Linked DNA regions of Sus scrofa: region 1 is linked to region 2. The links are chromatin contacts, called in public HiChIP or PLAC-seq maps. All regions are on one chromosome and are shown on one strand. Each heading gives the region's core, a stretch centred on a gene start, on an enhancer-like site or on the middle of the called end of the contact. The rest is flanking DNA. Distances are from core to core; before and after follow the strand shown.

Evidence for each region. HiChIP or PLAC-seq counts read pairs in DNA pulled down with a chosen protein or histone mark.
Region 1: an H3K27ac HiChIP or PLAC-seq map of skeletal muscle shows a contact between it and region 2. The contact joins two enhancer-like sites. A contact is called at or near these places in 5 of 47 Hi-C or Micro-C datasets (embryonic fibroblasts, liver, mesenteric adipose tissue and 1 more) and 1 of 2 datasets of contacts at active chromatin or transcription factors (skeletal muscle).

What each region holds. Positions count from the first base shown.
Region 1 is chr12:34,239,833-34,242,731 of Sscrofa11.1, reverse strand. No RefSeq gene overlaps it. Among named protein-coding and RNA genes, the nearest start is that of VEZF1, 23 kb to the left of the region's middle. Within about 2 kb of position 1,556, at least 27 of the 83 cell types and tissues checked have an H3K27ac peak or open chromatin away from gene starts, as enhancers often do. A contact at or near this core is called in skeletal muscle, where this site is marked.
Region 2 is chr12:34,173,176-34,175,875 of Sscrofa11.1, reverse strand. No RefSeq gene overlaps it. Among named protein-coding and RNA genes, the nearest start is that of CUEDC1, 6.8 kb to the right of the region's middle. Within about 2 kb of position 1,330, at least 42 of the 83 cell types and tissues checked have an H3K27ac peak or open chromatin away from gene starts, as enhancers often do. A contact at or near this core is called in skeletal muscle, where this site is marked.

The DNA.
Region 1 (2,899 bases), core at 307-2,806, 67 kb before region 2:
GGTGTGGAAAGAGGAGATAGAACTTCTGTATATTCTGTCCCTGAGCCCTAGAATGGCCTCCCAAAGCAACCCTTGGCTACATTTTATCTGTTGAGAACCCCCAAAATATCCTGCAAAGGCTAATTTAAATGTTGCTCCCTCTAAAGCCTTCTCTGTAACTTTTAGGCAGTGGCTTCACTCCTCCTTGTTATAACAAGAGTTGGGATATATTCAAATAAAGGGGAAGTTGTCCAGGGCCCCCCAGAAGGGAGACTAGTTCCTAAATTTGACTGGAGAGGCCAGAGGGTTTGCACATCTCCTAAACTGCTGGTTCCAAATCAGTGGGACCATGGCACACTGTTGTACCAGTGAGGCCCAGTGTGGAAGCCTGAAACTCAAGGCACTGAGCACCAAGCACGGGAACAGCAGCAACAGGTAAGCAAGGCCCCAAAAGATCCAGAGAAGGGCAAGGCCCGGCATAAGGGAGGGCCTGGAGGTGCTGTAATACAGGGTTGCAGTTAAGGGAAGGGGCTTGGAATCTGACAGGCGTGGGGTGTAAATCTAGGCTGTGTCACTTGGAACTGTGTGACCCTGAGCAAGCTCCATCACCTCTCTGGCCTCTGTTGCCTCAGCTGTACAATAAGGATGATGAGAGTTCCAACTTAGTAAAGTTTTTGAAAATCTAATTCACATAAAGTGCTTAGTACAGAGCCTGGTACAGAAGAGGGGGCGCCTGGGATTCAATGTACCCCACCTGCCCATGATCCTCCTATAGCCTATCTGGGGATGAAACATCAGTTCGATCAGAGGCACCAACTACTTTCTCCAAAAGAGCAAAGGAGCTGATTGCCTTCCTGCATGGCTTCCCCATCTCAGATGCTGAGGTTTTGAGGACTAGCCTCCAGTCTGGGAATCAGAGCCTCATCTCAGGAATGAGAAGTTTACATGGGAGACACATCTGAACAGCAGCTAGTTGAAGGCTGTGGAATATGTGGCAGGGAGGGCTCAGGTTACCTCGAGGGACTGACACCAGGCTAAGAGACCTGGAAAATGCCAGGATGTGTGTGCCTCCCTGGAGATGGTACATAGGGCTTCAGAGAAGTCATTTGTCTCCTGCTGAACCCCCGTATGAACTATATCCAGAGAAGGTGCCTGTACAGTTTCCCTCTGCAATCTCCCCATCCTGACAAAGAGTTAGTTCTTGCTGCTAGCCTGGCACAGGCCTGACCTCCTTCCTTCCCTAGAGGAAAGGGAGCGCCACCACCTACGCAGGCAGGATGGGGGAGAGAAGACTGACAGCCTTCTCCACCTGCTCTCCCCAAGGGCGTCCTGGACTCAGCGCTCTGAGAGAGGAGCCCCGCAGAGCGCGTGTCAAATGTGGGTTTTGCCAAGGCTGGATCAGTCAACCTACTGTGGTGCCCTAAGTGCCAGGCCTAGCATCCGATGCCCTCCACCATTGGACCTAATCTACTTTGCAGGCCTCCTCTCCGCGATTTCCCCCTGGGTAGACTTAGAGTTGGAGCTGGGCTGGTGTGCGGACGCTGGGCAAATAAACAACTCTGGGCGTGTCAGCCCCCGCCCGGACAAGAGCATTGCCGAGCCCGGATTGGTTGATCCTCCGGCGTTCTGATTGGTCGGGTGAGGGGGCTCATTCACAGGCGTTGCTCCACTCCAGCTGAAGTTCACGCTAACCCAGCTTCACTCTCTAAACTCTGCACGGTTGTTGTATGCATTCTACGTATATATAGATAAAATTAAGTTTTATGATGTGCCTCCCAGTACAGTGTTGGCCCCCTAAAGAACGGCTGAATCTGTTGGTTTGTTGCATCTCACTTCCAAACCACACATGTGCGGGTGAGCCGCTTTGTGGGAAGTTGTTGCGGAGCTGCCTTTTGCCTCTGCGAGGCCACTGTTTATCCTGGGATGCCCTTTTTCTGGGTTAGGTTTTATTTTTTATTTTTTGTCTTTTTGCCTTTTCTAGGGCCGCACCCGCGGCATATGGAGGTTCCCAGGCTAGGGGTCTAATCGGAGCTGTAGCCGCCGGCCTACGCCAGAGCCATAGCAACTCGGGATCCCAGCCACGTCTGCAACCCACACCACAGCTCACGGCAACAATGGATCCTGAACCCACTGAGCGAGGCCAGGGATCAAGCCCGCAACCTCCTGGTTCCTAGTCGGATTCGTTCACCACTGCGCCACGATGGGAACTGCTGGGTTAGCTTTCAAAAAGACCCACTTTTCTGGCACCCGTCCTTTCTATCATCTACACTTATATTTCACGTTTCCTTGCCTTCTGTCACACTCTTCCATATGGTAGAAATGCTTTTCCTTCTCACTATTTTTGTTTTGTTTTGTTTTGAACGTGGTTCAATATGCCTGATCACTAGGCTCCTCTAATGAGAAAAAGCTGATTGTAGGGCTTGGGCAGAGAAAACACAAAGTGTGCTTGGAACGGTTTTGAAAAACTCTATTTGGAAATAATTTCAAACTTACAAAAAGTTGCAAAAACAAAAAGAGTACAAGAAACACCTATATAGTCTTTACTCAGGTTTGCCTATTGCTAACATTTTATCCTTTACTTAATCCAATAAGGTCTCTTTAATTTTTTTTCTCTGAACCTCTTCAGGGTTTTATACATTATAGACCTTACTCCTTAATTCTGTGTGTATTTCCTAAAGATTGAGATAAGCCCTTACACCACAGTCCAGGTATTAATTTTACCCATTTACACTTATATGATACTTTTATTTAATCTACTATCCATATTCCAGTTTTGTCTGCGGATCTGATTGTGTCCTTGACAGCATCTCCCTCTCCAGTTCAAGTTCTAGTCGAGGGTCAGGTGTTGTGTTTGGTTGCCCTGTCTCTTTAGTCTTTATATTTTCTTAAATTATTTAATTTATTTTTTTAGGGCCACACC
Region 2 (2,700 bases), core at 81-2,580:
CAACCTCATGGTTCCTAGTCGGATTCGTTAACCACTGCGCCACAGCAGGAACTCCTCTGCCGCAGCCTTAGATTGGTCTAAATGATAGGGGATGGCCCAGAGAGGTAAGCAGCTCATCCAAGATCACACAGCCTGGCCTGGCAGAGCTGAGTCTGTCTCTCCCTCTCTTCCTCCTCTTCTTCCTCTCAGGTCCAGCCAAGCCACCTTTTCCCAATGGCTGTGCCTAACGGTCCTCTCTGCCCTTCCCGACCCCCACCCCCACCCCTGCCCCACGCCACCTCCCGGGAGGGGGCACAGGTGTGGCTGCCCAGCAGCTTGGGGCGCCTCGGGAATGAGGCTGGCTTTGTTGCAGCCCCAGCAGCTGTGGCCGTTTGAGTTTCCATTAAGCCGTTTCCGCGCCTTGAGCTGGAGCAGGAGGCTCGGCATTTAAAGGTCACCCGGCTTTTGAAGCTGCAGTGACATTAATAGCTTGGGAAGAAAGCAAGCCTGTGCGGGGCAGGAGGACAAGGCGTCTCTGTCAGCGCTGCCCCCCTCCCCTCCGCTGGGCGCTCACTCGCGTACACACACACACACACTTACACACTCGGACACTCCCCCGCAGCCCCCCCAGACCCTGACAGCCTCTCTCTGTCTCTTGTCCCCCACCCCCCTGCTCCCCTTGTGGGGCCTCTGCAGCTCAGAAGCCAAGAAGCTCGGCAGACTTCCCTGCGCCCTGCCCCCATCGCCTCTGAGGTGACAATTGGACAAGGATGCAGCTGCCCCGGGCCCCACAGCCTCTCCATTAACGCTGCCATTACCCACTTGAGGTTTCCCCAGGACTTTAAACCATGGTTACACAAGCATCCCCCGGGGGTCACATGACCTCCTTCTGGCCCTGCTGGCTTTTGCAGCCCGGATTCCTAATGAGACAAAGTAAGCCTGGGCCTGGTCTCAGACGGGAAATGTGAGGGCTGGCAGGCAGGGTGTATCATGCTTGCCAGTTCTAAGCTCTTGGTAGGAGCTTGCCCGGAGCGCTGGGTTGAGTTCCTAGGCTGTGCAGGTTCCACAGGACAATAGCTGGATGGATTAGTGATGTCTGTCAAGGACGTGGGATAGACATTAGTGGCCTGTGTGTCTTATATGTCCCACCTTGGGAATAAATGATTTCGAAACTCTTCCAGACTTGGGTTGTAAGACTTCTGGGGCAGCTGGGTGGCTCCTCTCCCTTCTAATCCGCCCCAGAGTGGGGGTGGGGCTGATTCCAGTTCTTGGAGAGAAGCAGCTCTGCGGTCCCTTTCCTGGGAGCAGCCACAGCCTGAGCCCTGGGACACCACCTAGTGGCCTGGCATGGCCATGCCATTGGTGCCATTGGGCTGGGCCCAGATCTTAGGCCACAAGGGACAGCCAGTTCCTCTGCAGGCTGTGATCACAGCAATTACAGATGGATCACAAGATCCGGTCTGTCCCTCCTCCCTGGGGGATTTTCAGAGGAGGGAGCCTGGGATGGGGAGGGACAGAGCTGGCCTTGGGCAGTCCCACCCCCTTCCAGAAGAGTGGGGGGCGGGACAGGAGAGGGCTGGCACCTGGGACCTCTGACCTCTCAGCCCAGCACCTCCTCCTGTAACCCTCTCCCTTTGGGGTTGAGTCCTGGCGCTCCCAGGAGACAGTAGAATCTCTATTCAGATCTTGCAGGGGGTTAACCTCCTGCTCCCCTGGAGCTGTCACTGGCTTAGAAGGACCAGCCTGCCATCAGCCTTGTGTGCCAGGGATGAGGCCCTCACACCGGGTGGCAGAGGGCCGCAGCAACTTAGCCAAGTCACTGGGCTGCCTTGGGCTTGGTCGGTTCACCTGTGAACTGGGGTCACAATACACCGTGCCCTGTATACGTGATAGATTTGTTGTGAGAACTAAACGAGGACCTAGTGGAGACAGGGCTTTGGAAATGAAGAAAGCACCCCCATCCCCACCCCATAGCCCAAGGGGGTGGGGAGGGGAAGAGAACCTACAGTTACCACCTCCACGTCTTTCCTTCCTTCTTATCCACCTGACCAGTATTTGTTGACCGTGCCTGGCACTGTTTTGGGGCACTGGGGATCGCAGAGCGAATAAAACCCTCTTGGAGCTACATTCTAGTCGGGAAGGTGGTCATTGATAACTAAACATATACTCTCTCTGGTGGTCGAGAGGAAAACAAAGCAGGGCAAAGGCGAGGGACCACCTTTAAAGGTGGCAGATGGGCTGGGTGCTGTTGGCTCACTGATACAGTGATGCTTGCGTAGGGACCACAGGGAGGGAGGGAGCCACAGAGATATTTGGGAGAAGAACACGGCAGACGGTGGAAAGACTAAATGCTGAGGCTTCTGGATGGAAGCGTGTGCGACTTGTGGGTGGAATAGCAAAGAGCCAGGGCGGCAGAGCGGGGAGAGCTAGGGCAAGGGAGAGGGGGGTGTCTGTGTGTGTGTCCGCATGGACGTGGTGTGTGGGCAGTGTCAGAGAGGGGCCACGGTGACTGAGTTCTTGCCACGTGCCTGACCCGTGGGGTCTGATGGCCCACAGCAGGGCTCCGGGTTGTGTCCTGAGGACATGGAGAGCCACTGGGAGGGCTGGAGCCGAGGAATGTCGTGACTGCCATGATATGGTCTGTGGGGACGTGATGGGGTGAGGCCAGGACACCGAGAAAGGGCTGGCAGCAGTGCAGGTGAGGAGGGATGGCTGGATTCT